7 separate regions of the Mus musculus genome follow, and regions 1, 2, 3, 4, 6 and 7 are each linked to region 5. A link is a contact called in public HiChIP or PLAC-seq data. All regions are on one chromosome and are shown on one strand. Each heading gives the region's core, a stretch centred on a gene start, on an enhancer-like site or on the middle of the called end of the contact. The rest is flanking DNA. Distances are from core to core; before and after follow the strand shown. Region 1 overlaps Wnt5b (wingless-type MMTV integration site family, member 5B). Region 2 holds the start of B4galnt3 (beta-1,4-N-acetyl-galactosaminyl transferase 3). Region 3 overlaps Wnt5b (wingless-type MMTV integration site family, member 5B). Region 4 has its middle 6.1 kb from the start of Adipor2. Region 5 holds the start of Rad52 (RAD52 homolog, DNA repair protein). Region 6 overlaps B4galnt3 (beta-1,4-N-acetyl-galactosaminyl transferase 3). Region 7 has its middle 23 kb from the start of B4galnt3.

Region 1 (4,234 bases), core at 109-2,608, 380 kb after region 5:
ACCTGACCGAGGCTTCCTGGTGTTGTCTGTCGCCTCATATGTTTTATTTTCCCGCATCCTATGTCGCTTCTCTCCCGACTATGGCCACCGCTGTGCTTCCCGGCTGACCCTTGACCACTGCCACCTGCTCGTCCCCTCTTGTGCCTGGCACTGGCCCATCGTCTTGTTAGGATGAATGTCAGCACATCTGTATCGCCCCACCCCCGTTATACTTTATTATTAGTCCCAGCTACATGACGTAGTCTTTGTTCACAAGGCAGCGGGTTTTAGGGCTGAAAAAGGCTGGGATCGTGTAATCCAGCTCGGTTCAACATTCAGCCCTCTCTTCAGGCTGGCAGGTATTTAGTGACTAATTACTAATTACTGTGATCAAAATGTTTGAGAAATGATGATTTCAGCCAAATTAAAGATACATTTTTTTTTTTTTTTTGCTTACCACAGAAGTTCGATGTATTCCTACACAATGTGAATCCCCCCCCCCCCCATACTTCTTAACTGTGGAGTCCTCTTTGCTCTAAGTGGTTGAGGCGATCCACTGCCAGGGTAGAGGTGGGTAAACTCTCCAGAGCTGAGGCTCTGATGCCACCCAAGTGGTTGTTGCTGCAGCAGTCATGTTTGAGAGCCGTTGCCTCTGCAGCTGTGGTCTACTGCATAAGGAAAAGTGATCTGTACTTTCCCAACTGAGAAATAAGAATTGATACATAATCCAGAGAGGTCAGAGTCAGCGCGATACATAGACCCCAGGCATTGTAATACCAGCGCATCCTTGAGAGAGGATGTTCTATGTCCGTCCTGATTTTGTTCCTCTCCCCTCACCTCTCACACACCCCCGGCATCAGAGCCTCAGAGAACCATTTGCTTCCTTCTGAATGAGATGCCTGAATTAGCATGCTTGTGGCTGCCACCCATGGCCCGTAGCTGTGTGCAATGCCCTTTCGCACATGCAATCTTGTGACAGCATTCTACGATCCTGCCCCCACCCTCCATGACCACGTGGCAGGCTCCTCCAAGCTCCCAAGGATGCTCACACATATAACTTCATTCCTGTAGCTGTCTGGTGTAAACATGCTCGGGCTATGTAAAAAGAGCCCCTCTATTTATCAGCATGCCCAACGCAGGTCTGGGTGAATTTGTGTCAGATGAGCATACCTTCTCTGATGGAGCTGCCAGGCATGGAACCAGCACTGTGGGGAGTCTATGCAGATTCAGGACAGTCAGCCTTTGAGGAGGGACTCTGAAGAAACCACAGATTGACAGTGAGAAAGAAAACTCTGCCAGTTGCTGGGGGGCAGGGCAGTGAGGAGTACAGAGGCCCAACAGGGAAAAGATGCAGGAAACCCGTGGGGAGTGTTGGGGGAGACTCTGAGCAGAGGCTCAAAGGAGAGGGCCATCTCACAGGAAACCACTGGCAGGAAGGTGTACGGGGTGTGCAGGGAGGTCCTGGCAGGCTGAGTCATGGTGCCCATCTGGCTTGCAGCTGCCCAGGATGCTGGAACTACACCTTCACTCAGATGCCGATGCCAGTCACTGGCTGCCTTGCAAACACCTAAATGAGCCCTTGCCTGAGCCACTGCCTAGAGAATACACTCATTTAAACCCAGCCACCCCTCTGCAGCCAAAGGACTTGGGATGTGATGAGCCATGACTGGTCATCCTGATACAGACCTGGGGCGCCGAGAGGCTCTGGAGGCAGTGTAGAGTGGGTTCCAACTCTGCTCCATCCTGACTAACGTGCTGGGCATGCCACCAACCCTGCTAAGTTCCACTTTGCCATCTGTTACCTAGAAAGAAGAGAATTTCACACAGCAGCCTGAAGGGTGTAAAATGAATCTAAAACATTTTCCTGCTGGCAATGCTGCACCAGAGTGGCTCTCTGAGAGAGAGAGAGAGGGAGGGAGAGAGAGAGAGAGAGAATATGTTATGTTTCCCTGGTTGCAGTCTGAGTGTGTTCTGTTCCTAGAGGGCTGTGGTAGGTGATGCTGCACTTAGCCACAGGAGGGGGCTCCTGGTAATGAATATCATTTCCCAAACACAAGGAAGATTATGTCTGCTTCATTGTTTCACACTGCAGGGTAAAATCCCATTACCTTCAATATAACTATTAAACAGGGACTGAAAGCCAAGGGAAGGGTTACATGCCTACAATTCCAGCACTCAGGAGGATGAAGAGTTCAGGGCCAGCCTGGGCTACATAACAAGAGCTGCTAGAACCAAGCCCATTAAAATCAGGAACAAGATAAGGCTGTCCACGATCCCCACCTTTCTTCGAGATGGTGCTTGAAGCACTAGATAAAGCAGTAAGATAAGAAAAGGAAACTAAACAGATACAAATAGAAGTCAAATTATCCATATTTGAAATTGATATGACAGAATACATAAGAGACTCCCAAAATTCTACTAGAAAACTTCTAGAAAAGAGCAGTGATTTCAGTGGCAGGCTACAAAGTCAACCTTCGAGCTCTTTTATAAGGGGATAAATTTCATTCAAAAAAAAAAAAAGCAGAGCGCTCGTGACTTAGTCTGCTGCATGTAGTTTTTTTAAAACACACTATTGTCTTTGTCTGTGACCTCAGCCTGCACTCTGACCTCTCCCGGTTCCCTTTGCTCCATCCAGCTTAGCCCAGGATCCATCACAACCATCCCCCAGCCCGGGAGAGCCAGAAGCTGAAGCTGAAGCTCAGCTTACGGTTTGTTCCTCCCAGCTTCCTTCGCCAGGCTGCCAGCTGCCTCGACCCTAGAGCTGCTGCCTGCACCCAGGTCCCTCCCGGTCCTCTTTTGTTCCTCCTGGCTAGCCTCATCAAGTTGGCATCACCGACCCAACTTCTATCTTTACCCACCTTTGCTCTGAGGAATGAAAAACACTCAGGCAGCTTTATTATTTTAGAACTTGCCAGATAGCACAATTGCTGGGTGCAGAATCTCTTGTTCTAATCTTAGCTGCTAGCCTATATCAGCCAGTCTTTGTCGACCTCTTTGGCTATCCGCCAGTGGCGGAGGCCACCAGTTCTAGCTTCCCCAAGGTCTTATATGGTTGCTTCATGCTTCTTCCAAGGCCTGGTTGAAAAGCCCCTTCTGTTTCCCTGGGACCCAGAAGTCCTACCTCTACCTTCGCCCAGCAATTGGCTCCCACCTTTATTGACCAAATCAAGAACCAATTAAAGAACCAGACTTTAGTATCAGCACCTCCTCCTATACTTCACCTTTTCTGTCCAATAAAAAGTAAAAACAACAACAACAAAAACCTCTTCTCCCAGATATAAATTGAACAAAACTGTAAAAACTAAGTAAATTATATAGTACCAGGAACAAAGGACATTTAGTCTACCAATTTGTCAATTAGACAAAGTATTCTACCGTATTTCCTAACTGAAAGAATTATGATTCTATCCTTGGATTATGTTTAGAATTTAGCTGTAATGTCATCTGAAAATCATGTCATCCATTCTATAAACTTCCTATCTCAATGTTAAATAACTTGAGTTTGATTATGAGACTAAAATTAGTCTTTAATCCCATCAGAAATCTGGGAAAGACTAAATATTACTTGAAAGTATAACAAGCACAAAACAGCTTCAGAATCATAATCAGTTTGTAGAGACAGTTGATTATTTGGACAGTCCCCCATTCTTTAAAACGTAGGAGCCAAGGATAATCTAGCTGACAGGCTTATAATATAGAGTTATTTGAGGGGCCTTTGACCCAGTCTCAGCAAAGCCAACAGTTGATTATTCTGTAAAATGTGCCCTTCTTTGGACTTTATTGTCTGTAGGTGTAATGGGCACTTTCTGCTCAGTGGCTGCCTTGCCACAGTAAGTAACCTTGTCTGGAGACGAAGATGCTCAATATCTTCTTTGAACTGAGAAGGGCGTGTTCTCTGGAGCAGGTATGTCTCATTGTCAAATGATTAAATAACGTTAAATGTCATCTTTTATGGATTTTTGAAGCTATATATATTAATCTGAACTGTTAAACTTTGATTATTTTCATCCATTTTAATTGAAATATATTGAAAACATCTTTTTATAATTAAATCAGAAATCTAACATAACCATGAGTTTTCTAGATGGCCTTTAACTCGCACTGTCCAATCATTTGAAAACAGTTTGTAAGCAGTCATAGAAAGACTGGGTCTAAGCTTTGTATTCATAAATGTGTTGTATCGGCACAATGCCTATCTAAGGATAACAATATTAATCTCAATTTTTGTATCAATATAAGAGATTTATATCAATGA
Region 2 (3,824 bases), core at 402-2,901, 390 kb before region 5:
ACCTTTGGATGAGCAGTCAGTGCTCGTAACAGCTGAGCCATCTCTCCAGTTCCCGAGTTTTCTTATGGTAGTTTTACACACATGCGCATGCATGCGCACACTCACACACTTCATTATGTTCTTGTTCAGCCCTCTCCCACACAGCCTTTTCATCACTTCTTACCCCTCTGTTACTGACTGCCTTCCTCCCTCAGGTTCCTTCTGTTATCATGTAATGTGTATTCTATCAGTCTCTTTCCCCTCTTCCTCTTCTCTTAAGGATTTTTTTGAGATGGGGGCGCGTATACATGCGGCTGCACTCACCTACACTGGAAATCAAAACCAAGGCTTTGTGTATGCTAAACATTTCTCCTACAATTGGTATGTACGCCAGATCACTCTTCTCTTCTGCAGTCTCTACCCCTAGATTTCTTTTGTCTCTGTGCTGACCTTGGCTGACTTTAAAAAGCTTGCCTTGACCTTTCTTTCAAAGCTTCTATAATCATAAAAGAAGACCTTTTATGTGGCATGAGAGTTGGGAGAAAAGAAGAGACTCGGAAGGAAATAGCGCGAATCCACCTGTGGTACGGGCAGCTTAAGGAAGATGTGCCTCTCCTTTTCATTTTTTCTTTCTTTTTAAAATATTTTATTTCTCAAATGTACATGTGTGCCTCTTTGTGTGGGTATATTCATGTGAGTGGAGGCTGGAGCAGAAGCTAGAAGAGGAAGTTGGAATTAATGGGTTTGGGGAACCCACCTCAGGCCCTGAAGAAGAGCATCATACACTCTTTTCTCTTTTCTTTTTTTGAGATTTATTTGTTTATGCGTACGTACACTGTAACTGTCTTCAGACGCACCAGAAGAGGGCATCAGATCCCATTACAGATGGCTGAGGGCCACCATGTGGTTGCTGGGAATTGAACTCAGGACCCCTGGAAGATGCTTAATCACTGAGCCATCTCATCTCTCCAGACCCAGACCATGCACTCTTAATAGATGAGCCATCTCTACAGTTCTGCCAGACCCCCTTTCCATTTCCCTAGTTCTTTCATGGTTCTGGGATGGAACCCAGGGCCTCCTGAATGCTAAGCATTTGGTCTGCTCTTGAGTGGCCCCTCCATTTTTTTTTTTTTTTTAATCTCCAACAATCTTTCACCCAAAACACCTAAAACTGGAGAAACTCCTTGTAAAGGCTCCCCTGGTGCCTTTCAGTTGTAGTTGCGCCAGGGAAAAAACGGTATTCAAATTTGACTTGGAAGACAGTTAAGATTGAATGAAGTGTCAGTTAATTGTGACTAGGGTCTTTCTAGGTAGAGAAAGGTCCTGAGGCCAAAGTCACAGAGGTCACTTAAAAAAAATGTGTCTCAGCCCCACAGCAAGCTTCGAAAGAGCGCCTTCGAATATCTTGACGGTGACTGGGTTTTCTTGGTTCACAGAGTCCATGTCTTAGCTCGCATCTTCTTTCAGTCCCATATCCCTCATCATCACCCCACACACCCTCCCACATAACTCCAAGCCGGTGAGTACGCCAGGGACCAGCTCTCTCTGGCCCCACCTCTCCCCTTCCCTCATTCTCTAGGGGGCGGGGCCCACCTGCGCCTGGGGGCGGGGCCAAGGCGTGGGCGGGACAGGTAGGGAGTAAGGTAATGCTCGGAGCTGAGAGAAAGCGCCCTAACTGCAGCAAGCAAGCGCAGGGGCCGGAGGGCAACTAGGAGAGCCTCCTGGGCAGAGCGCTGGAGTGAGAAAGAAGAGAGGGAGGGAGGTGGCGGGCCTGCGACGAGGAGAGGCGTGGAGCGGACACTTGGGGAGGAGGAGCCCGGCTCCGCGGCCGGAGAACGACCTGCGAGGCACCCGCGCAGCCCAGGATCACCCCAACGCGTCGAGCATGAGCAGTCGGCCCGCTGGAGAGCGACCCGGGGAGACTGGCTGTGCGCCGCGCTGAGCGGCGGAGCCGGGCCGGAACGACGGGTGGGTAGCGGGTGCTGGAGCGGCAGGCTGGGCGAAGCGCCATGGGGAGCCCCCGCGCCGCGTTGCTGATGCTGCTCCTGCGCCCGATCAAGCTGCTGAGGAGGCGCTTCCGGCTGCTGCTGCTGCTCGCCGTAGTATCGGTGGGACTCTGGACTCTGTATCTGGAGCTGGTGGCGTCGGCCCAGGCCGGCGGGAACCCCCTGAACCACAGTAAGTAGCGCCGGGGGGCGAGGAGGTGGCGGAGGTGGGCGGGCGCTCCGGGCGGGGACCCGCCTCTCCGAGCTGATTCCAGGTGCCGGCGCCGCCCCGCGCTTTCCTGGGGACCTGGGCTTGTCGAGGCCACTGTGGGTCGCTGATCCTGGCCTGCCCACTCAGGACAGAGTGGAGCCGGGACGCTCTCAGGACATCCGGAGCGCTGGTGGAGGATTGGGGCGCCTTCCACCGTGCGGGAGCCACAGCCTCGCGGGACAGAGCTGTTTGCGAGCGCGGGCTCTGGGGCTGCGGCGCACTCGGCCACACGCTGCGATCAGAGCCTCCCCAACTTTGCCCTCGGCTTGCTGGAGTGGTTGGCTCGCTGTTTCCCCTCCAGCCGAGCTTTCGGGGGTTCCTTTTCAAAAAGCACCTCCGAGAGAGACGCCTGGCCTTCCCGCCTTGCGTGCGCCTCTTTTTCCAAGAGTCCCACCTCCTGAATGCGTGGTTCTCTGCTGGTCCAGACTGCCTCCTCCAGTGTTTTCACACTCTCCGCAATACCCACAGATCTAACAAACTCCCCAGACCCCGCCCAAGGCGACCCTGCCATGAGTAAATTCCTACTTGTATTTTTATTTCATCAAAGCACTCAAGTTTCTGCTTAGGAAAAGGGGAGGAAATGGCCTATCCCCTCTTCAATGGATATGATTATTACCCACAGTGACTTTCAGTATACTTTTGATAGGCTTAATAAAATTAAAAGTCATCTAGTAGCCAGAAAGGAGTGGAGAAGTTTCGAGAAGGGTCAGGTGCTCTTCTCCAGCCTTGAGGGGGGGGGGTGTGGGGGGAAGTTCTACTTCATCTTCTCACTGGGTCTCACTTTCCTGCTTTAAGAAACTCAAAGACTACCCTCCTGGTAGATTTTTTTGGCCAACAGTTTTTCTCTTAGCTGGATGTGATGGTTTATCTTTTGTGGCTCAGAAGAAGAAATGAGTGTCCTAGTCAGTAACTAAGCAGGATCGGTTTGGAGATGTACTCTTATAGCCCTACCTCTCTATGGCTGTGGACACAATTCTGGCTGTGAACTAGAAGATGCTGTTACAAGGGATCAAGCTATGGCTGTAGCTAGAGATCAAGAGGCAAGAGGAATCCTGCCTACATGGTCTCCAGGGTCCCTCTCAGTTGGGCTGTGGAGATTGTATGGCCTCTGACACTTGAACATTTCCAACGTGAGAGAGCCCCTACTTGGGGGAAGACCGAGGACGGTTGCACTCAGCCACAAGCATGTAGTCTTACAAAGAAGTCTTCCTTGCCTTGACCCCACTCTTCCTCCTCAGGTTTTGTTGCAGGTAGCTGAATTTTCTTGGAGTGTGTAACGGTGGGAGGTGTGGATTCATCTTCCTTGGAAGGCCTTTGCCAGCCTGGTTAGTGGGATAGTCTACATAAAATAGACAGGGAAGCAGTCGCTTTGTGATCCTGAAGTCAGTGGCTGCCTTTGCTCCTTTTCGCCTGTCCTCTGCCGCAGGTGTCACGAGTCTCTTCTGAGACCAGGTCCAGGTGGCCAGAATAATAATAAGTTGCACTCTGGCTCTGGGTCTCTGGATCCTGCCGCCTTCTTCATACCAGACTTGTGGCCTTTTTAAGTTTTTATTTAAAAAATTATTTCTTTTTCCAAACCGACCCTTCTC
Region 3 (4,364 bases), core at 1,742-4,241, 460 kb after region 5:
TGTGTTTTCAAGGCCACTGTGTTGGCTAAGCAGACGTGGAAGTGGCCCAGTCTGTGTCCGACTTGTGCTTGTATTCAGATGGCAAATCTGCAGTCCTTCATCTAATTTAGCCCTTCATTTGCAGTATGTGCCAGAAGGTGAGCAAAAGTAGCCCCCGGGCCGATGGGCAGACCTGGGATATACAGAGAGATGGGGAGAAGAACAATTTAGGGTGCATGGTTGTGTGTGTGTGTGTGGTAGAATCTATCTTAAGGCATTAGGAGATCTGCATTAAAGGAATAGAGTACCTTCCCTCATGCGCCCTGTACTTGGCTACACTCAGTATTCCCCCTCCTTCAGCAGTGTCTGTACCCCCTACTGATGATGGGAGTCCCTCTCGCTGCCCTGCCCAGCCTCCTCTGCCCACCTTCACCTTTTAAGACAGTTCAGATTTTTGTTGTGTTGTGTTTTGTTGCTTTTTTGAGACAGGGTCTCACTGGCTGTCCTGAAACTCACTCTGTAGATCAGGCTAGCCTCAAACTCACAGAGATCTGCCTGCCTCTGCATCCCATGTGCTGGAAACAAAGGCGTGCAAAACCACACTCTGCTCTGGGCTCAAGTTCTCTTCCAAATCCTTAGTCCAGAGCCTTGTTTATGGAGAACGTCGCAGAGGGGGTGGAGGAGTCGGTAATACTGTGCGCACCCATGAGTGCATTCACAGCCGTGCCCTCTCTCTTTCTGGATTGATGTTGTAGGTCACTAGCTCTGAACCCAGTGCAGAGACCGGAGATGTTCATCATTGGCGCTCAGCCCGTGTGCAGCCAACTTCCTGGGCTTTCCCCAGGCCAGAGAAAGCTGTGTCAGTTGTATCAGGAGCACATGTCCTACATCGGGGAGGGAGCCAAGACGGGCATCAGAGAGTGCCAACACCAGTTTCGACAGAGGCGCTGGAACTGCAGCACCGTGGACAACACATCTGTCTTTGGCAGAGTTATGCAGATAGGTAAGAGGCCTCTGGACCTGTGTCTTCCTGCCTGGTGCATCGATAGATAGCCTGATAGCATGAACGAAAGCCCACACTGCATTCTTCCTAGGCTTGGAAGCATCCTGTTAGACAGGAGAGGGAGCCCCAGGAGGCTCTGCGTTTCCCTACCTCAAATCCTGGGGCTGTCTGTGACTCACTCTGAGAAGGAATGGAAAGGCTGAGTAAGGAGGAAGTTGGTTAGAAACCTGCCTGCCATGGCTGCCTTTGTCTCTCAGTGCTAGAAGGGCCCCTTTAAAAAAGTCAGAGGTGGAGGTGGAGGGAGAATATCCCAAATTGTATATTTAACATCTTTTTTACTTGAGCCCTTGAGCAAAAGGTGAAAGCTTGAGGCCAGGTTGGTAATAGCTGCCATTAACCAGGCCCAGCTCCAGGCCAGGCTTTCTGCCTTGAAAAGGGATGTGAGTACTAGTGCTAGAGGAGGAAGGTGAGAGGTAAGAGGACCACTGTGGGGGAGGGGTCCCTCCTCCTCCCTGTCCCAGCTGGTGAGATCATGGCTGTCCTATTGCCCAGATGGAGGTGTGAGTTGAGTCTAATTGTCTTAGGTCCTTTTGAAATGCAATTCTCCCCTCCCTGGCAAGAAATTGAGAAACCAGGCTGGGTTCTTATCTCCAGGACCATAAAAGGAAGGTGTTGGTAGTCTTGTCTCCCAAATTGTCCCTGGGCAGTGCCCCACTACTCTGCATTCTGGAGGTAGCTTCAGATAGGGCCTTCCCAAAGTAGGATTCCAGAAAGGTTGTTTAGGGTAGGGGATGGGTAGAGATTTTGACGTATTCTATTAGGACCCTGACACACAGATCTTTCCCTAGGCTCAAACTGAAAAATGAAAACAAGGGGTGTCTGCTTTGAACCCTGCCATTGCCTTTGGGATCAGCCCTGGCTATGAAGAAGGCATGAGCCAGTGTTCCGGGATGCCCTGAGGGGCAGTTTCCCCAGAAAAGCTGACTTGGGGTTTGGTGGATTTACTTAGCAATTCTTCAGGGATTCTCTTCACACACATCCCTCTCCTTGGCACAGTACCTATCCTGCTTAAGCAGTTTTGAGTAAGACCATGAGACTGGTCCAGGTGGGGCATAGCATCCTTCTTGGCCTGTTTCCCGTTATTCAAGGAATGAATGCTGGACAGACAGGCTAGCAAGATGACTCTGTCTGAAAACTTGCTTGCCCTGCCAGCGTGAGGACCCAATTTGATCTCCAGCACCCACACAAAAGGCACGAAGACCTAAATTCAGTCCCCAGCACTCACATAGAGAGACGGTGCGGTGATGCATGCTTGTAATCCCAACATTGGAGACGCAGAGACAGGTTGGCAGCCCACCCAGCTAAATCTGCGAGCCCCAGGTCCTTGTCTCAGAAAATAAGGAGGGCAGCTTCTGAGGAACAGCACACAGTGGGGTGAGGCAGTGTGGTGGGGAGCTGTACTGGGTGAATTCAAGATTGCCAACACCTTCTTTTTATTGTCTCGGAATAAGACCCAGTAGAATAGGGACTGGTTTGTCAAGGACTTCTGACTTCCACTGAGGGAATGTACATGCATCCACATGCATTGCACACACCTGAACATGCACAGTGGGGGGTGGGTGGTAGATACTGCTGAGTCTGATTGCATAGTGGATGGCTTGTTCAGGGCAGGGCTATTGGTCCATCTGGTTTTCGCCACTCTTAGTTGTTGTTGTTGTGTTTGTTTCTCTTTGTTTATTGTTTTAAGACAGAGTCTCTCTACACAACCCTGCATGTCCTGGAGATTTCTCTGTAGACCAGGCTGGGCTTGAACTCACAGAGATCTGCCTACCTCAGCCTCTCTAGTACTGGGATTAAAGGCATGTATCACATGCCCTGACTCCCACTTCTTTTTCTATAGCTTCCCTGAAGCCTCTCTATGTCTGAGAAGCCATGTCCTGGGGTAGCTCCTGCTAGGATCCTGGTGTCAAAAGGGCTTCCTTCTTCTGAAAGCTGCAGCACAAGTCATCCACCAGCAGAGGGCAGCAGAGCAGCTCAGAAGAGCAGCCTGGCTTCCAAAGCCTCTGCCCAGTGCTATGGCTTGCTAGCTTCATATCTTTGAGATGGTTTGGTTTTTCCTTTCATGTGTGACTGTTTCACGTCCAGATACCCTCCAAACACCCAACGCACACACACACACACACACACACACACAGAGTTTATCTAACCTGCAGTGGGGAACTGGTCCTTGCAGGAGATTTCTATGCAAGAATCTCTTTACCCCCCCACCCCCCCCCCCCAAAAGAATCTCTTACCCAAGACCCACGTGCTGCCCTGTGCAGTTGGCGCTGCACCCTCAGAGTCTGGCCACGCCCCTCCAGCAGAGGCAGAGCTGGTCCAGTGTGCTGAAGGACACTTTCAGATCCCAAGTCACCGGAAGTCAGTGTGTGGCACCTGGTTTATTATATTTAGAGACGGGCACATGGTTTCAAAAGGTATTTGGGGAGGGCTGATTAACTCAGAAGCACATTTACTAAAGACGGGTGGAAGAAATAAGTCAGGCATATGCGAGTTGGGAACGGAACACGTAAAAGGCATGTTTCTTGTTTTCAAACACTGGAGAGCTGACAAATGGAAGGGGATTAGGCAGAGCTGCTCCAGCAGGCAGAAGTTAGTTACAAGGAGGCGTATTTTGGTTTCATGTGAGGAGGAACTTTCTAGTGATAGAATCGTGGGGGAAAGAGAGAGAATGAATGATGAATGAGCTGCCCTGAGAGGCCAGCGCTTTCCTGAGGAGCACTAGGAGCCGAATTGCGTGGAGAAGGGAAAGAGACCCAGTGCTGGGGGTCTGCGGCTCCACCCTGCTCCAGGTGGCATGTTGGGAGCTGAGAGCATTTCTGAAAGGCTTTATAGAAATGACTCACTTCTTTTGGTATAGCATTGGAAATGTAAATGAGCTAAATACCTAATAAAAAATGAAAAAAAAAAAAAAAAAAAGAAATGACTCCCTTAGAGTACGGCCCAGCCTGCTTCCTTAAGAGCATATAATGGGCTGCAGAGATGGCTCAGCGGTTAAGAGCAGTGACTGCTCTTCCAGGGGTCCTGAGTTCAAGTCCCAGCAACCACATGGTGGCTCGCAAACATCTGTAATGGGATTCAGTGCCCTCTTCTGGTGCGTCTGAAGACAGCTACAATGTACTCATAGTAAATAAATCAATAAATCAATAAATCAATAAATCTGAAGACAGCTACAATGTACTCATAATAAACAAACAAACAAACAAACAAATCTTTAAAAAGAAAAAAGGAAGAAAGAACACATAAAGCTCTTTCAGAGGACCCAATTTCAGTTCCCAGCTCCTACATTAGGCTGACCTTTAACTACCTATAACTCCAGCTCCAG
Region 4 (4,128 bases), core at 31-2,530, 510 kb after region 5:
ATGACTTGTTTGTGCTTCAGTTTCCTTATTTGTAAAATGGGGATTTAAAAAAAAAACATAATTTAAGAGGCATTGTGGCATAAACCTGTAATCTTAACACTTGAGAAGCGGAGACAGGAGGATTACTATGAATTTGAGCTGAGCCTGGGTTCTAATGTGAGTGCTGGCCCAGTCAAGATAACGGGATGGTATCTAAAACAAACAAACAAACAAACAAACATCAGTTATCTGTCTCTTGGGACAGGTAGAGGTGGGGGTAATGTTAGTCCTCTACCTACTGTGTGTGGCAGCCTGCAGGAGCCAGCCAGAACCACAAGGTAATTATCACCGAAATAACAACTTGAAGGTCACTCTCTGTGTGCCAGGGCCGCTCAGTCATCAGGCAGGCGAGTGTGCAGACAGGAAAGGCGGTGGGGAGCAGGAGGGTGGAAGGAAGTGTGGCAACCCCATGAAGGCAGAGGTTATGGGCACTGTGCCTGCCAGCTGGGGAAAGCTCTGACTCATGAGAGGTCCTGGTGTCACTGTGTGTCTATCGGGTGGGGAAGGGTGGGGTCCCTGTGGGGCTTGGCATTTGTCCCTGCACAAAGATCTCTGGCAGGACTGGGTTTGTATAGTTATGTTAACCCAAAAAAAAAAAAAAAAAAAAAAAAAAGTGTGACTTGGAGCTTGAACCCAGGACTAAATGCATCCAGGCAAGAGCTCTACCACGGCGATCCATCCCCAGATCCACATCTTGAGATCAATCACCCTGAAGTCACAAAGTTTAAGCCATGCCAGACACAAACTAGAAAAATGACCAAATCCTGGGCCAGGTTTGCAAGACTGACCAAAGCTGCAGCCAGAAGGCCGGGAAGCAGCTGGAGATAGCCCACATCTCTCTTCTGTTCTCTTACACTGCGTTCCCCTCCCCCTTGCTTCTTTCTGTTCCCCATTTATTCGAGGTCTGTTTGTGGTAAGCAGGCACAGCTACACCTGGCTAGTAACACGCAAGCCTTAGGAATTACAGTTTTGCTGTGCTGATGCCGGAACCTATGGCCTTGGGGAGATTCCCACTAAGCCACTCCCACACCCTTGACATATGCCCTTATTAAACCGAGTTCAAGAAGAAGGGACGAGTTCTGATCAGCTTACTTTTTTCTGTAGGAATTATGCTGTTTGCTTTTGCTTCTTATCTAAGTCAACAGAAAAGCAAAAGTAATCAGAGAACCAGCTATGAGGACCGCCTTGGCCCCAGAGCCCTGCACGCAGTGATCATGTAGTCTTTGAACTCAGTTCCAGATCAGTTCTGTTTTCTCTCAGCAAAGACCTGCCAGTTCTTGGTTTCTGCTTCTGCAAAGCCACCCTTCACCAGATTGCACAGGTGCAGGAACAAGAACTTGGTAGTTTGATAAGAGAATTCTCATCCAGTTATCCGACGGATCCGGGTTTTAGCCTAGTTGAGAGGTGCTGAAGCAGAAGAATTGTCATTTGAGTTTGAGGCCAGTCTAGAGGACATAGCATGGTTCTGATGCTTGACTCAGTGTACAGACAAACAACAAATCCACACCTGGGGCTGGAGAGATGGCTCAGTAGTCAAGGGCACTGGCTGCTCTAACACAGGTCCTGAGTTCAATTCCCAGCAACCACATGGTGGCTCACAACCATCTGTAATGAGACTGATGCCCTCTTCTGGTGTGTCTGAAAACAGCTATAGTGTACTCATATGCATAAATGAATAAATCTTAAAAAAAATCCGAATCTGAAACCCCAAATAAACAAGCAACCCCCAATAATCCCTCTAAAAAAAATAAAACCAAACCTGTGCCCAAATTCTGTTTTAGCTGTACATTACCTTTAAGCAACTTCTAGGTGGAGACCCCTCTTGATATAGGTTTTACAGTTTAGCCCAACAATAGCTAGGCTCAGTAGCCAATGCCTGCAACTCCAGCAATCTACTGGTGGAGGCAAGAGCAGTTTAGGGCAAATCTGTACCAACATAATTGAGCTCAAGAGCAACATAGAGAACTCAGCACAACAAATATAGTATTCTCTCACCCCCTCCCCTGTTCCCAGTATTTTATGTGGGTGGCATATTAAGTAGTAGTGGAACACACATCTTGACTTTTCCAAGAATATAATTAATATTATTTTGTGAATAATAATATTTAATAATAATAATTATTACAGTAAGAACAACAACCACTACAACACTGATAGCCTTATTTTGAAAGGGTCTTACTCTGTAGCCCAGGCTGGCCTAGAACTCATGGTACTCCTACTGCCTCAGTTTCCCAAGTGCAGGGATAGTAATCAAAAAAATATCAGTGAGTTCTGAAGCCAGGCTTGGGAAAGAATTCCCTGACTTACAGAGGGGTGTGGTTTATTGGATGCAAGGCATATACACCTCAATGAAGCCTTTTTAAGACTGTGTTGTTTCATTTTGTTTTTTAGATTCTTTTAAAAACTACATTTATCTTTGTGTGTCTGTCTGTATGTGTGTGAGTGTGCTTATGTGGAGGTCAGAGGCCAACTTGCCAGTTTGTTTTTTCCTTCCATCCCATCCCTTGAGTCCTGGGGATTGGGTTCAGCTTGTCGGGCTTAGGGGCAAATAAATGCCTTTACCCACTAGCCCATCTCTCTAGTTCCGTTTTTTGAGCTTTTTCTTTGTTTGTTTGTTTTGAGCTTTTTTTTTTTTTTTTTTAATTTTTAAACAGGGTCTCTCTTTGTAGTCTTGGCTGTTTCGGAACTCACTCTGTGGCCTCAAACTCACAGAGAACTGCCTGCCTCTGTCTCCCGAGTGCTGGGATTAAAGGTGTGTGCCACCATGCCTGGCTATTGAGATTTTTAAGACAGGTCTCAATGTGTATCTCAGGTAAGCCTTAAACTTGATAGGTAGACAGGCTGGCTTTGAATTCCAGAATTTCTACCTAAACCCTTTCACTCTGAAATTACAGATGTATCTGATGAATAAAGCTTTTCCTTTCCTTTTGGTGATAGAAAGAGAAGGCAGTTTATTAAAAAAAAAAAAAGTGTTTACAAGGTACTTCAAAGGGTGAAAGTGGGATAAGGGGACCAGGAGGATAGATGCTCAGAAGCAGGACAAGGGGACCAGGAGGATAGATGCTCAGAAGCGGGACAAGGGGATCAGGGGGATAGATGCTCAGAAGCGGGACAAGGGGACCAGGAGGATAGATGCTCAGAAGCGGGACAAGGGGACCAGGAGGATAGATGCTCAGAAGCGGGACAAGGGGACCAGGAGGATAGATGCTCAAAAGCGGGACAAGGGGACCAGGAGGATAGATGCTCAGAAGCGGGACAAGGGGACCAGGAGGATAGATGCTCAGAAGCCGGTTTTAGCCGGGCGTGGTGATGCTTCTTTGATCCCAGCACTGGGAGGCAGAGACGAGCAGATCCCTGGGAATTCCAGGACAGCCAGGGAAAGACCCTTGTCTCAAAACAAAAAGTTGATTTTATAAACTGCAAAGGGTTAATGGAGTTTCTAGTACATACCCATGTATATATAGATCATCAAGTGTTACTAAATGACATTCATTTGGACTCTTTCATAGGGAAAACCTGGAAACTATAGATACATGTTTCCTTCCCATTCCTTTTCACACCCGTTTTCCACCCCTTCCCACTGGCAAGTTGTCCTCATAACGTTGATTTGGTCCTTTTTTGTCTAATACGTGTATCTGGGCACGGAGCTCAGTGGTAGAATACCACTGAGGGGGCCCTAGGGTTGCCTAAGAACAACAATAAAAGCTGCGTGCACTCATAGACATGCTTGCGGTATGAGGAGGTTGCACAGGCCACGTTTGAGCGATGAGTCAGTCAGCGGCATTGCCAGCAATAATATTCTGGCTTACGAGCCTTCCCCAGGGCTACACTAACTACCTGTGTTTGAGGAGCTGCTAATGCTATTTATATAATTATGAGTGTGTTTATACTGATCTTAATTCTCAGTTTTCAACATTGGGGCAACTTGGCACAAATGGGAATTTAGTGTGTTATGACATTTCTACAAGTGTTTAAAGATGCATTGCTTATAAACTTTCAAATCCAAAGCCAACGTGCTTTCAAGCAGTGTAGATATTTGACTGATAGCAGTGTGATTGCAAGCATCATGGAATATACTTTTTATGAGTG
Region 5 (4,374 bases), core at 877-3,376:
CAAAGCACCCTTAATTGTAGACAGCATGCTCTGTACACGAGACCCAAAGACTCCATCAGGAAAGTCTCAGAGCTGACAGTCACTTTAATCAAGTACCAGAAGGCAAAATTAATTCACAAAAACCATTAGGCTCTGTGCAGACCAATGACAAACACAGTTGTATTCACAATTACAACTATAAACAAACGACCATGGAATAAACCCAGCCAAAGAGGTGACTTTCGGGGGTAGGGGGGTCTCTCTGTGTAGCCCTGGCTGTTCTGGAACTTACTCTGTCGACCAGGTTGGTCTCGAGCTCACGGAAATCCACCTGCCTCAGTCTCCTGAGTGCTGGGATTAAGGGTATGTACCACCACACCCAGCTAACATTGTTTTAAAAACTGTTTATGTGCATTGGTGTTTGTCTGCATATATGTGAGGGTGCTGGGTCCTCTGCAATGGAAGTTATAGACATGTGGGTGCTGGAAATTGAACTCAGGTCCTCTGAAAGAAGAGCCACTACTCCTAGCCACTGAGCCATTTCTCCAGCCTGCATTTTTTTTTAAAGATTAGAAATTTTGATTCTTTAAAAAAAAAAAAAAAAAAAAAAAAAAAACAGCCAGGTGATGGTGGCACACGCCTTTGATCCCAGCACTTGGGAGGCAGAGGCAGGCGGATTTCTGAGTTCAAGGCCAGCCTAGTCTGCAAAGTGAGTTCCAGGACAGCCAGGTCTACACAGAGAAACCCTGTCTTGAAAAAACCAAAAAAAAAAAAAAAAAAAAATTAATGTTTGTATTATATAAGTATGTGTGTTTTGCCTGCATGCTTATCTGTGCACCACAAGTACTGAAGAAGGTATCCCTTATAACTAGAGATATAGACAGTTGTAAGCCACCATGTGAGTGGTGGGAATTGAACCCAGGTCCTTGGGAAGAGCAGCAGCCAGTTTTTTAAATAAAATATAATTCACATCATTTCCTCTCTCTCTCCTCCAATCCCTCATATCCCTCTCTCAACTTCATAGCCTTTTTCTGTTTTGTTTTACACAGACAACAGAGACATACATATATGAATAAATAAATATAACCCCTAAGTCTGTTTAATGTAGCATGTACATGTACAATTTTAGGGCTGATCACTTGGTACTGGGTAATCCATTAGGGGGTTCATCTCTGGGAAAGCCATTCTCCCTTTCTGACAGTCATTAATTGCGTATAGCTCTTCATCTAAGGGCGGGGCCCTTTAAGACCCCTCCCCCAATCCAAGTTGGCATGTCAACTGGTGCTGTTAATTGTCCAGGTCTTATTAAAGAAGCAATATTGAGATGGCCATGTAGGGGAATCAGCCTAGATGACCATCAACTTAATCAACTGATGGATAATTCAAACGAGATACAAACATCGGAACTTTATTCTGCGGAACAGATCCCACCGAAACCCACACAAAGTACTGTATTTCATACAAGTGAAACAGGTTCACTGACAAAGCAGACGGGGGTCCTAGGATGACGGGAAAAGTGAGAGGGAGAGCTAACTGTGGCTTCTGGATTTATTTAGGAGTGATGAAAATGTTATGGAATTCGATGTTGCTAGGGGTTACACAACCCCCAAGCATATGAGTAACCAGAGAACTGTACACCCCCGAGGAGTGAATTTAACCGTACTAATGCACGCTTCGTTTTTCAAAGTCCAGAAAGGCTACCCTGAATGTCAAACTCCTCAAGTCCACAGTTTCTTCTCAGCCCCACCGACTCCCTCCGACTTCACCCTGTCCTAGACAGTCCTGTTAACAGTCAGCGCGCGTGTCGCACGGTGCTCCCGAGCACGCGGTCAGCAACCCCGGACCAGGCGCCTCCCTCCAGATCCAGCGCAACCGTGGGGGCTTCAGGGCTCGGCCTCCCCGGTGGAGACGCCCCCGTGCCGGGCGTGTCCAGCAGCCGCCCGAATCCGAAAGGCCCCACGCTCCCCGACCCCGCTAGAACCACCCCGGCGAGGACCGTCCTCACTCACGCGCTTCGGAACGCGGTGCACGCAGGAGCTCGGTCCGGGTGCCTGCCGGGAAGCCGGAGAGGGCCTCGCAGAAGGAATGGAGACTCTGCAAGCTCAGAGTCCTCGCCCAAAGAAAAACAGAAGGAAAGGCCGTAAGTCAAGTCAGAAGGCGCCGAGAGCCGCAAAGCAGGCTGTCGCAAATCAAGTCGCGAACTGGAAGCGGCGGAGGACTCAGCATCCTGAGCGCTCTTGGGCTGTTATCTCACCGCCCGCGGCGATCAGCCTTCCCGCAGCCGCAGCAAGCCGCTTCGGTTTCCGTAGGCGCCCTGCGAGGGTCCCTGGTGTGACCCGGCTGGGTGACGCCCGGAGCCAACCTCTCCTCGGTGTGCTTTTAAACTCTGAGACCCTGGCAGCCAGTGGGATTTCCCCTGAAATTCAACCGGAACTAACTGGATGACAGTTACACTTTAGGCATCACTCCAAGTTAAACACAGACTGATCTCAGTTTATGATGTTTTCTGCTTTACAACAGATCTACGTCTCCAATGTGTAGTTTATATACTGAGAACTTTTTGTTTTTAATGGTCAGGCCTTCAGATTGTTGCAATTTAACCAATTCATTATATGGCCACTATATCCAGGATCTTTCGTGTTTTCCTAGATGGTTGACTTAACTAATCTTCCCAGAAACACGGAGTCAGATGCAGTTAATAAATAAATCGAAAGTCCTTTAGCACATTGTAGGGTCCATACTGACAAGACCAAGATAACAGGACAATGACACTAGCTACAAGAGAAACTCAGAATTCTGTTTCTGGAATTAGCTGGTCACTCAACTTGCCCATTACTTGCACAAAAAGGAAAGACTCTTTCTCAGGGCAGTGGTGGCCACATCTTTAATCCCAGCACCCAGGAGACAGGGGCAGGCAGATGTCTTGAGTTCGAGGATGCTACACAGAGAAACTCTGTCTCGAAGAAAAGAAAAACATCATTTGAAACTGTGCTACTGGCCGATGCAAGAGTACCAAATTTCCATTCTGGTGGCACAGACCTGTAACTCAAACTACTGGGGAAGCTGAGATAGGAGAATCCCAAAATCAAGGACAGCCTGGGCTTAAAACCTGTCTAGGTAAAAAGAGGGTTGGCATTATAGCTTAGTAGTAGGACTCTTGCCTGGCATGTAGGAAGTAATGGACTCAATCCCAACGACAGGGGAGGAGAACCTGAACATCTACGGCTACAGAGATCGCTCCACAGTTTAAGAGCACGTACTATTTCAGAGAACCTGAGTTAGGTTCCCCACATCCAAATTAGGGGACTCACAACTACCTGTAACTACAGTTCAAGGGGACCCAGTGCTCTCTTCTGGCCTCTGAAGGCACCGTAAACATACGACACTCATTTGCCCAGACACACAAAACATGTATACATATAAATAAAAACAAATCTTTTTTAAAAAAATAGACTATTAATCTGTTATCCGTGCGCCTCAGAACGTGGTGCTTGCAGGAGCTTGGCCCCGGGTGCCTGCAGGAGCTTGGCCCCGGGTGCCTGCAGGGAAGCCGAAGTGGGCCTCGCAGAAGAGATGGAGACTCTGCAAGCTCAGGGGACGCAGGGAAGAGGGCCATCAGGTTTGTACTGAGCCATGTGGCTGAACCCCTTTCCTTTTATAATTACTTATGTTAAACATCTTTTTATATTTTGGATATCATATAGCCGCCCAAATCCAAAGGGCCTCATGCTCCGAGACCCCACTGAGACCACAATGAAGACGCAGCACAAGATGGCGCACACCTTTAATTTCAGCACTCAGAGGGCAGACACAAATGAAAATCAACTTGGTCTACATAAGGAGTTGCAAGACAGCCAGTGCTACACTATAGAGAAACTCTGTCTCAACAAAACAAAACCACTAAGGACGGGCTGGTGAGTTTACTCAGTGGTTAAGAGAAATTGTTGCTCTTGCAGAGCATCTGGGGTTAGATTCCCAGCACCCACATGGCAGCTCACAACCATCTGTAACTCCAGGTCCAGGGGCTCTGATGCCTGCTTCTGGCATTCTTGGGCACGTAGTGCATACATACATGAAGGTAAGATGTTCATACCCATACATCTAAATGTTCATACCCATACATCTAAATGTTCATACCCATACACCTAAAAAAGAATGGGGGCAAAGGGGCTGCTTTACCTAGCTCAGCAAATCAACAAAAAACTTGCTTTTTTTCTCTATTCAGAGAACAATCTCTCAGTGTTGTCTCTCTGCGGCTCCAGTCAAACTGGGGCAATTCATTTCAAAGTTCCAAAAATGCCTTGCCTATCTGTTGGCAAAGGTTGGCTAGGGTTCCATTTCCCTGCCCAACAGTCTCATCTCTGCCGGCACAACACACACTTTGGTTTTCTTTCC
Region 6 (4,171 bases), core at 1,406-3,905, 350 kb before region 5:
TTGAACACTTTCTGAGTTAATGTATATGATATATACTTGTGTTATGACTGTGTGGGCTTTGTGTGTACTAGATGTTGAGCTCAGCCTTGTGTGTCTGCTAAGGAGGCAAATGCTCTACCATGAGCCACACACCAGCACCTTACACACTTAAAATCAACTGCTATATCATCCCACTGCCCCGGCGATGATGATGATGATGATGACGACGACGATGACGATGATGATACCTACGTTAAGATAGATAACTCGAGGCTAAGTGTTGTCTAGAGAGCGAGATGATTCCTGCCACCTTGGAGCTTCGACTCTGTCATAGGCAGGTCTAGCTGAGGTTGGGAGGGATAGCTGATGTAGGTGACCCCAGTATAGCTCAGGGAGAGAGCCAAGCAGCCTAAGGTTCTGCAGTTCCTGCTCCTTGCCCCACAGAAGGACCTGTTTTTAAAACTGTGTGTGGTTGAAACACCCATGAAAACACTGGGCTTGTCCGAGGAAGTTCTGAAAGAGAAAAGAACTTGGTTACTATGTGTCCATTTAACAATGGGACAGAACTGTGGTGTGCAGGACATTCCCTAGTGGTGGCAATCAAGATGCTTAGGGACTGCAGCTGAAGGTGTAGATCAGCACACTTAGCATGTGAGAGGCCCTGGATTCAAACCCTAGTACTTTGTCCCCATAAAAGAAAACCTCTGGGGCCGGGTGTGGTGGTTGGTACCTGACTAATCCGAGCAGAACCAGACAGATCTCTCTTGAGTTCCAGAAAAGCCTGGTCCATATGTGAGTTTCAGACCAGCTGAGGCTATGTACTAAGAGCCTGTCTCAAAAAGAAGAGGAGGGGAGGGGGAGGGGGAGGGGGAGGGGGAGGGAATCTTTGGGTAGTCATCATTTGCAATGACCTGGGAAATGATTTGCCAGAGGTCCCATCCCAGGAAGCAGGTTGTTCTTCATTTGCCTTTTCTCTATTTGAATCTCTACAGCAGCATCCGATTCTTATTAGTTCAAGAAGATAAAACTTCTAGATCCTATATATCCCATATGATCACAGAAGGACTATTACCTATTTTGAAACAACTTCCTTTATAAATTTTAATCTCAGGTTCAGGCATCTCTCCACTCATCCTCCTAGGAATTAGTCAGTGCCTCTGACCTAAGCCCTTCCATTAACCCCCAGCATTCTCCAAGACCCTAAGGCCCCAAGGCCGAGGCTTGCCCTCTCAGTCTTTCACTTCCTCCCTCTGACCTTTGACTTACACAGGCCCAATAGCACCAGGACTGCTGTCCCCTCACCCCCACCCCCAGGAGACGACAGACAATGGATTCCTTTTGGGATTCTAGACTTGAGATCTAGACAACTCTGCCAACAGAGGAAATCAATTCTCAGAGATGAATCAGGAAGCCAAGGTCCTTCCCTTGAGTACAGTCGACAGGACCATTAGTCAACAGGGCAGGAGAGGCTCAGGCCTCAAGAACCTTGCTGGGCTGTTGTGCTTAGGGAAGGTAGAGCCTGAGTTAGATAATGTCTTACCCAACATGTTTTCTGTCGTGTCTTGCAGGTTTTCTCAGGAACCCACCTGAGACACTGCTACCTCTCTAGTACTTCAAAGATGGTGGGCGGTTAGTCCTGAGGCCCCACGGTCCATTGCTGTAACTGACCCTGCCTCCCTTTTAGAACACACACCCCATTTCCAAGAGGGTGGTTGAGTTCATTGAACAAAAGGGCTGACAGCAGAGAAATACTTTGCAAGATGCAAATGCTTAATAATTAATGAGCATTAGAAGCCGGCCTCGGGCCACTGTGTTTTAGGAAACCCATCTGCTGGAGTAGGACAGAGACTATTTTCAGGGCAGGAGAGACTTGAGGCAACATGGAATGGTGAATGGAGCAGCCTCCCGGGGGATTTAGATGGTACGGAAACCCAGATACAGAATTAGAGAAGAAACAACAGCCTTGCTCAGGGACTCTTCGCTCTCCCAAATGTTGATTTCATTGACCTAAATCAAGCCTCTGCTCCCATGTGCGGGGACCTATTTTAAGAGAGTCATAAATATACAAACTCGGAAATGCCTGGTGGTGGTGGTGGTGGGGTGGTGGCAAGAGGATGTGGTTGCACACCGGGACAGCATCCGGCTCAAATCACACTCCCGCCCCTGGATTCCAGGCGGGCAGGAGGGATGGCACAGCGGTGATGTTTACAAGGAGGTGCCAGGAGCAGAGAGCGGGTGTTCTAAACTAAACCTAGAAACATCACTGTGTTCCTGCCTCACGCACTGCAAAGCAGACAAAAACGTGGGCTCCGGGTGGTGGGAGCTGAGAGAAAGGGAGCCTAGTGGCCTCTTCTCCATCACAAGCCTTCTTGCCTTTGCCATCCTTACTGCACTGGAATTTCTCACTCATCTGTAGACTGTTAGACTGCCACTGCTTCTGGGGATTGAGACCTGCTCGACACTCCTACGTTCCCTGCCCTGGCCTAGTGAGTCCAGTCCAAGGTTATTGAGTCAAAAAATACACTAGTCTTCAGCTTAGAGAAATACTATAACCCTTTCCTTACTTTTCAGGTAAGGCAAGTGATGGTCCCTGGTTGCCTAGGCTAGCATCGACCAGGCCTCTAACTCAAACCGGGTTTCGTCAGGGGTGGAGCACCATGAGAAATAGCTTTGGGTGTTACTGGGTGGAGCTGAGATGTGGCAGAGTTGGGTGGACCAGAGGGCTCCAGCTAGCTTTGCACACTCAGCTGATTTTGACCCTCAGTGATAGAGCTCTGGCCTAGCATGTGAGGCCCCAGGCTCCTTTGAAGCACGCAGGAATTTGATAGGAGTTTGCTCAGATGCAAAAGCCCAGGAAATAAGAAAGCTTTTGTGTCAATTCTTTGAGGAGGTAGTATGGTCTTCCTTGGGTTGACACAGCTCAGGGATGGAGTGGCAACATTCCCTCCATCTCCATAGTCCTTCAGTTTCTTCCTACCGTGATCTGAGAAATACTTGGGGAGGGGGTGTCACCTGAGCTGAGAGGGACACAGGCCCTTTCAAGAACAAATCAGTCTCTAGTGAGATGTTTACACCAGCTCATACCCAAGGGTGCAGTGTGAGTCATTTGATCTAATTGGTTTAATAAGTAAACGATCTGTGCCCAAAGAGGAGGGGGTTGGGCGTGAGAGGGAGGGGCTCGCTACCTACAAATCCTAAGGGGTCAGCTTTGAAGAGAGGGAGACCTGCTGCTGGCTTTCTAGGGATCTGTGACAGTTCAGCTGGAGGGTGGGGTGCTTTGGGAGGGAGGGAGAACAGAGACCCAGAAGTCCTGCCTGCTGGCAAAGAGAGGTAGTTCAGCTTCTCAGTGCCCTTCCTAAAGAAATGAAACAAGGAATCATTCATTGAAGTATATAGTTCAGTAGGAGCGGGGGTTGGGCTAAGTGCTCAGGGGTAGAGCAACCTCCAGTACCACCACCACCACCACCACCACCACCCCACCCACCCCACCCCCCCGCAAAAAAAGTACAATTCAGTGCAACCAGTATTTAATTTCAAAACTTTTTTTTTTTTTTTGGTCTCTCCAAAAAGGAACCAAGCACACAGTAGCAATCCCTCCATCTTCTCTCTGTTCCCCAGTGCAGGCAACCTTTTTTTTTTTTTTTTTTTTTTTTAATTTCCAAGAATTTGCCTATTCTGAACATTTCATATGATGGCCCATGTAATAGGTGCCCCATTGTGTCTGGATTTTTCCTTTCACTAAGCAAACAGTAGTGTTTTCAGAGTTATTGATGTAGCATGGGTCTGAACAGTCGTCTCAGTATCTCTAGGAGATGGGTATCTCTAGGAGATGGCTCTAGTCCCTGCTGTAACCTGAGGATACCCAAATGTCTTTTCATGTAACTTAGCACATCCTCCTGTACACTAGAAGTCATTCTAGGTGGCTTGTGGTATATGGTATAGCATAAATATGATGTAGATAATTGTTATACTATGTTTCATATATAATATTCCATGCTTGCATATATGCTGTTTTGTTTTCTTTCCTTCCTCCCTTCCTTTCTATCTTTCTTCCCCTCCCCCCTTCTCCTCCTTTTTGTGAGACATGGTCTCATTTATCTGCGGTTAGCCTCAAACTCATAATGTAGCCCAAGGATAGCCTTGAACTTTTCTTTTTTTAAAGATTTATTTACTTATTTTATGCATATGAGTA
Region 7 (4,149 bases), core at 438-2,937, 420 kb before region 5:
ATTGGATATTTTCTTTATTTACATTTCAAATGTTACTCACTTTCCCCGTTCTCCCTCACCCCAAAACCCCCTATTCCATCCTCCCTCCCCCTGCTTCTATAAGGGTGTTCCTCCACCCACTACCCTCTTCCACCTCACCACCCTTGATTCCCCTACACTGAGGCATCTATTGAGCCTTCATAGGACCAAGGACAAAAATGAACTCTTGATGTTTAAGTCCCTACACAGAAACACGAGTAACATGAAAATCCAGGATGTTCCTCTCTAAAATCTACCAACCCCAGAGTAATGGCCCCCAGTGAGAATGACTGATAGGGAAATTCCAGACAAAGAATTCAGAAGAATGATTATAAATACATTCAAAGAAGCTGAGCAGTGGTGGCACACGCCTTTAGTCCCAGCACTTGGGAGGCAGAGGCAGGTGGATTGATTTCTATGGGTTCAAGGCCAGCCTGAGCCACAGAACTCTGGGTCAGAGAAATCTTGTCTCTGTGTGTGTGTGTGTGTGTGTGTGTGTGTGTGTGTGTGTGTGTAGAAAGAGAGAGAGAGAGTGTGTGTGTAGAAAGAGAGAGAGAGAATATATATATGAATATATATATGTATACACACACATACACACACACACATATATATACATATATATGTGTTTGTGTGTATATATATATATATATGTATATATACTAAGAAATGAGAGTATAAATAAACTTGAATGAATTCCAAAATATTTTAGAAAATACAAACCTCTAAACAAAATGAATCAATGTAGGAATGTACAAATGCGATTAAATAGAGAACTAGACACACTGAACAAAACCCATACTGTACGAATGCTGGAAATCGACACTGAGTAAGCAGTGTCAGGGGGCTCAGCAGGTAGAAGGACTTGCTGTGGAAAGCTGACAACCTGAGTTCAGTCTCTAGAGCCCATTCCTGAGGGTTGTCCTCTGACTCCACGTGTGTTTTGTGGCATGTGCCCGTCCCCATCATACGCACACAGCAATGATAAATAGGGCAAGTGAGATGACGCAGTCGGGTGCCTGCTGCCAAGCACGACGGCCGGAACTTATCTTGGGAGCTACATGGTAAATAAAGGAGAGGACTGACTCCTGCAAGCCACCCTACCCAAATAAAAGCCCATTTCTCAGCATGAAATAAAAGTCAGAACACAGAAAATATATATTTTAGGGTTTTTTTTTTTTAAATATTTTTGTTTTTCAAGACAGGGCTTCTTTGTGTGTCCCTGGCTATCGTGAAACATCCACCTGCCTCTGCCTCCTGAGTGTTGGGATTAAAGGCATGTACCACCATGGCCTGGCTGCATTTCAGGTTTGTTAGGACGATAATTGCCCACCCATATTAGTATTGTAAGGGAGGATTCAGCGAAACCCCTGCACTGGGCCATGCAACGCCCAGATAGAAAAGTTTATCGGGGGAGCAAACTGCCAATCTGTCTCCAAGAATAGAGGACAGCAGCTTAGCAGGAAGGCAGGCAGATTTTATATGGTAGAGGGTGTGGGTCCTTGAGCTGACGCAGGCTGTTAGGATTAATTAAGGTAGTTGGGCCTAGATAAAGGAGGTAGTGGTTTTCCTGGCAAACAGAAACCTTCCTTGCAAGATTCGTGAGGAATGCTGAGTTTAGGCTTCTGTTTACCCAATACGATCCTTCTGTTTACCCGGTCAGAGTCCTTCTGTTTAGGACATTGTCACCAGCACTGCCACCTTAGGGGCCTGGTTTAAACTTAATAAGTCTACCCAGGAAAACTAGCTGTTGTAGTTGATGGAAAAAGAGCATCCTATAATAAAAGCAGAGTAAGGGATTGATGGCCACTAAACCAGATCTGTAGTGGATACTGAAAGGGTTGGCCTGAAGTAAATGATTAACACAACTAAGAGGCTTTAGATAATACAATGATTATTGCCCGAGCTTTTGTCCCTGCCGGCAAGAACACACTCAGGACAACCGGAATCTTCTGTGGCAAAAGCTTTATTGCTTACTTCTCAGGAAGACCCCGAACCCAGAAAATGGCGCTGCTTATATAGCCTGCAGTGTGACGTTTCAGCACCTGATGTGGCGTGACAGCTCCTGATTCGTTGCTCGCCCATCATCCCATTACTACGCCCCAAGATGGGCAGTGACGAGGCCTGAGTCCACTCTTGCACCTGCGTACAAGGCTTGTTTACTAGTTAGGCACAGCGGAGGCCAGCGCCATCTTATAATGGCGATTGCTCGCAGCACGCACGGCTCTCCACAGCGATTGCTCGAGGTACAGCTCTCCACAAATGATAGCTAAACAAATATGAATTTGGGAAACACCAAACACTACCAAATTATAGTAAGCAATATACACCTTCCAATAATACTTCTGAATACTAATGATTTCCAATCACAGGACACCAACCAGATGTAAAGCAGAACCTGTTCTTTTGCTGCTTCCAAGAGGCACAAACACATTTCACCATGAAAGGCAGACACCGTCTCACACTAAGAGGCTGGAAAAGGTGTTTCAAGCAAATCAAACTAGGAAATAAGCAGCATTCCCTAATCTACTAGCTGACAAACCAAACCCCCAAAACTCTAAAGCAGCCGGGTGGTGGTGGCGCGTGCCTTTAATCCCAGCACTCAGGAGGCAGAGGCAGGCAGATTTCTGAGTTCGAGGCCAGCCTGGTCTACAAAGTGAATTCCAGGACAGCCAGGGCTACACAAAGAAACCCTGTCTCGAAAAAAAGAAAAAGAAAAAGAAAAAGAAAAAATCTATCAAAAGGACGTTACAATTCTAAACATATGTGCACAAAATATACAGTCATCAGAAAAACAAAACAAATTGGAATAAACCTAACCAAGGAAATAAAAGATCTTTTGTTTTGAGTTGAGATTTTTTTCTTCCAGTTCCCACTGATAAGATACCCATCCTATAAACAAACTCTCATCTGTGCTTCAGTAGACAACTCAGATGAACTTTACACACACACACACACACACACACACACACACAATGTGAAAGTAGAAGGGAAGTGAATTGGGAAGAAGAAGGCATGGAAAGACCCCAACACAAGGGTAACGAAGAGTGAAAATGACCCAACTACATAATGTGAATGTGTACAGTGTAAAGTTAATATATGCCAATAGAACATTTTAGAAGCCTTAGAAAAACACCATTTTCTTTTTAAGTTACTGTGGTAGGGCATACTAAAACTAGATTGCATTTATAATCTGTGGCCTGGGAAAGATAGCTCACTTGGTAAAGTGTCCACAGTCTAAGAATGAGGGCCCATGTTCAGATCCCTAGCAACAGGTGAAAGCCAAGCTTGGTGGAAAACAATCTGTGACCTAGATCCAGGCAGAGCAGAGAGAAATGAATCCCCAGGGGTTTGCAAACCAGCCAGTCTCACTAAGATGGCTCCTCCAGAGTCACTGAGGAGAGAGATCTCAATGTTGTGACGGTACATGAAAGAGTAGTAAACTCAGTGCTCCAAGGTATGCTAATCATAAAACAGATAGCGACATTCCTTCCTCCACCCACCCGCTTCCTGGGTTCAAAGAGTGTTCATTCAAAGAAAGTCACCCTGACCCACCCTGACCATTGCTGGAACCCACTATGCAAAGGTGCTATTGCTAGGGGCTCTTAGATTGTTAGGGGCTCTTAGAAACTGTCTTGAGAGATAACCTGACACTTGTGACTTTGTACTTCCTTGTGACTCTTAACTGGTATTTTTGGTATTTTCCAACAACGCCCTTCCCACCTCCTTGAGTTGTGGTTCCTTCCTTTAAATTCCCCCTTACTCAGCTACTCGGGGCGCCACGGTCCTCTACCCCTGCGTGGTGTATGACCGTGGGCCTGAGAGCACTCTTGAATAAAAATCCTCTTGCAATTTGCAGCAAGACCGTTTCTCGTTGGTGATTTTGGGGTGTCGCCTCTCCTGAGTCAGAACGTGGGGGAGTCCTCACGTTGTGGGTCTTTCATACACACCTTTAATCCTGAAGTTACTGAACTTGGAGATCATAACCTGTTCTCCAAGCTCAATAAGCCAATTTAAAAGGCCACAATAAAAGTGGAAAGCAGGGGCGATGGCTCAGTGGTTAAGAGCATTGCCTGCTCTTCCAGAGGTCCTGAGTTCAATTCCCAGCAACCACATGGTGGCTCACAACCA

What was found. HiChIP or PLAC-seq counts read pairs in DNA pulled down with a chosen protein or histone mark.
Region 1: an H3K27ac HiChIP or PLAC-seq map of SST interneurons shows a contact between it and region 5, with 7 times the contacts expected there. The contact joins the enhancer-like site here to the promoter of Rad52 in region 5. A contact is called at or near these places in 13 of 115 datasets of contacts at active chromatin or transcription factors (the 230-238 cell line, the SCID.adh cell line, SST interneurons and 9 more) and 3 of 9 other capture datasets (embryonic stem cells, liver and pancreatic islet).
Region 2: a contact with region 5 is called in an H3K4me3 HiChIP or PLAC-seq map of bone marrow-derived macrophages, with 2.4 times the contacts expected there. The contact joins the promoter of B4galnt3 here to the promoter of Rad52 in region 5. A contact is called at or near these places in 13 of 39 promoter capture datasets (the 3T3-L1 cell line, the C10 cell line, cranial neural crest and 7 more), 1 of 15 datasets of contacts at CTCF or cohesin (large pre-B cells), 4 of 484 Hi-C or Micro-C datasets (bone marrow-derived macrophages, embryonic stem cells, nephron progenitors and 1 more), 13 of 115 datasets of contacts at active chromatin or transcription factors (bone marrow-derived macrophages, cardiomyocytes, embryonic basal ganglia and 8 more) and 2 of 9 other capture datasets (embryonic stem cells and liver).
Region 3: a CTCF HiChIP or PLAC-seq map of the NIH/3T3 cell line shows a contact between it and region 5, with 5 read pairs. The contact joins the enhancer-like site here to the promoter of Rad52 in region 5. A contact is called at or near these places in 1 of 15 datasets of contacts at CTCF or cohesin (the NIH/3T3 cell line), 1 of 484 Hi-C or Micro-C datasets (embryonic stem cells), 9 of 115 datasets of contacts at active chromatin or transcription factors (craniofacial prominence, differentiating embryonic stem cells, embryonic forebrain and 6 more) and 2 of 9 other capture datasets (embryonic stem cells and liver).
Region 4: a FOXA1 HiChIP or PLAC-seq map of pancreatic cancer cells shows a contact between it and region 5. The contact joins the enhancer-like site here to the promoter of Rad52 in region 5. A contact is called at or near these places in 3 of 115 datasets of contacts at active chromatin or transcription factors (memory CD8 T cells, microglia and pancreatic cancer cells).
Region 6: a contact with region 5 is called in a FOXA1 HiChIP or PLAC-seq map of pancreatic cancer cells. The contact joins the enhancer-like site here to the promoter of Rad52 in region 5. A contact is called at or near these places in 8 of 115 datasets of contacts at active chromatin or transcription factors (the 230-238 cell line, bone marrow-derived macrophages, effector CD8 T cells and 4 more) and 2 of 9 other capture datasets (adipose tissue and pancreatic islet).
Region 7: a contact with region 5 is called in an HNF4G HiChIP or PLAC-seq map of pancreatic cancer cells. The contact joins the enhancer-like site here to the promoter of Rad52 in region 5. A contact is called at or near these places in 9 of 39 promoter capture datasets (the 3T3-L1 cell line, 3T3-L1-derived adipocytes, the C10 cell line and 4 more), 1 of 15 datasets of contacts at CTCF or cohesin (large pre-B cells), 4 of 484 Hi-C or Micro-C datasets (bone marrow-derived macrophages, embryonic stem cells, nephron progenitors and 1 more), 9 of 115 datasets of contacts at active chromatin or transcription factors (differentiating embryonic stem cells, embryonic basal ganglia, embryonic fibroblasts and 6 more) and 2 of 9 other capture datasets (embryonic stem cells and liver).

Annotation. Positions count from the first base shown.
Region 1 is chr6:119,519,310-119,523,543 of GRCm38.p6, reverse strand. All of the region lies in intron 1 of Wnt5b (wingless-type MMTV integration site family, member 5B), which reads left to right. It overlaps Gm30690 (a long non-coding RNA gene), which reads right to left. Exons shown (of 3, transcript XR_869405.2): 1 at 2,687-4,234; 2 at 1,666-1,781; 3 at 1-1,234. Among named protein-coding and RNA genes, the nearest start is that of Gm30690, 3.4 kb to the right of the region's middle. Within about 2 kb of position 1,358, at least 81 of the 459 cell types and tissues checked have an H3K27ac peak or open chromatin away from gene starts, as enhancers often do. A contact at or near this core is called in the 230-238 cell line, the SCID.adh cell line, SST interneurons and 2 more, where this site is marked.
Region 2 is chr6:120,292,724-120,296,547 of GRCm38.p6, reverse strand. B4galnt3 (beta-1,4-N-acetyl-galactosaminyl transferase 3) reads left to right here and starts at 1,651. Exons shown (of 20, transcript NM_198884.2): 1 at 1,651-2,157. The coding sequence starts at 1,989.
Region 3 is chr6:119,442,953-119,447,316 of GRCm38.p6, reverse strand. It overlaps Wnt5b (wingless-type MMTV integration site family, member 5B), which reads left to right. Exons shown (of 5, transcript NM_009525.3): 3 at 735-982. Among named protein-coding and RNA genes, the nearest start is that of Gm40397, 22 kb to the left of the region's middle. Within about 2 kb of position 2,991, at least 65 of the 459 cell types and tissues checked have an H3K27ac peak or open chromatin away from gene starts, as enhancers often do. A contact at or near this core is called in differentiating embryonic stem cells, where this site is marked.
Region 4 is chr6:119,392,728-119,396,855 of GRCm38.p6, reverse strand. It overlaps a transcript of Adipor2 not described here. Among named protein-coding and RNA genes, the nearest start is that of Adipor2, 6.1 kb to the right of the region's middle. Within about 2 kb of position 1,280, at least 189 of the 459 cell types and tissues checked have an H3K27ac peak or open chromatin away from gene starts, as enhancers often do. A contact at or near this core is called in memory CD8 T cells, microglia and pancreatic cancer cells, where this site is marked.
Region 5 is chr6:119,900,450-119,904,823 of GRCm38.p6, reverse strand. It overlaps Rad52 (RAD52 homolog, DNA repair protein), which reads right to left and starts at 2,126. Exons shown (of 12, transcript NM_001166381.1): 1 at 1,989-2,126.
Region 6 is chr6:120,253,870-120,258,040 of GRCm38.p6, reverse strand. The region is part of intron 1 of B4galnt3 (beta-1,4-N-acetyl-galactosaminyl transferase 3); the gene reads left to right. Among named protein-coding and RNA genes, the nearest start is that of B4galnt3, 39 kb to the left of the region's middle. Within about 2 kb of position 2,655, at least 28 of the 459 cell types and tissues checked have an H3K27ac peak or open chromatin away from gene starts, as enhancers often do. A contact at or near this core is called in pancreatic cancer cells and pancreatic islet, where this site is marked.
Region 7 is chr6:120,316,214-120,320,362 of GRCm38.p6, reverse strand. No RefSeq gene overlaps it. Among named protein-coding and RNA genes, the nearest start is that of B4galnt3, 23 kb to the right of the region's middle. Within about 2 kb of position 1,687, at least 16 of the 459 cell types and tissues checked have an H3K27ac peak or open chromatin away from gene starts, as enhancers often do. A contact at or near this core is called in liver and pancreatic cancer cells, where this site is marked.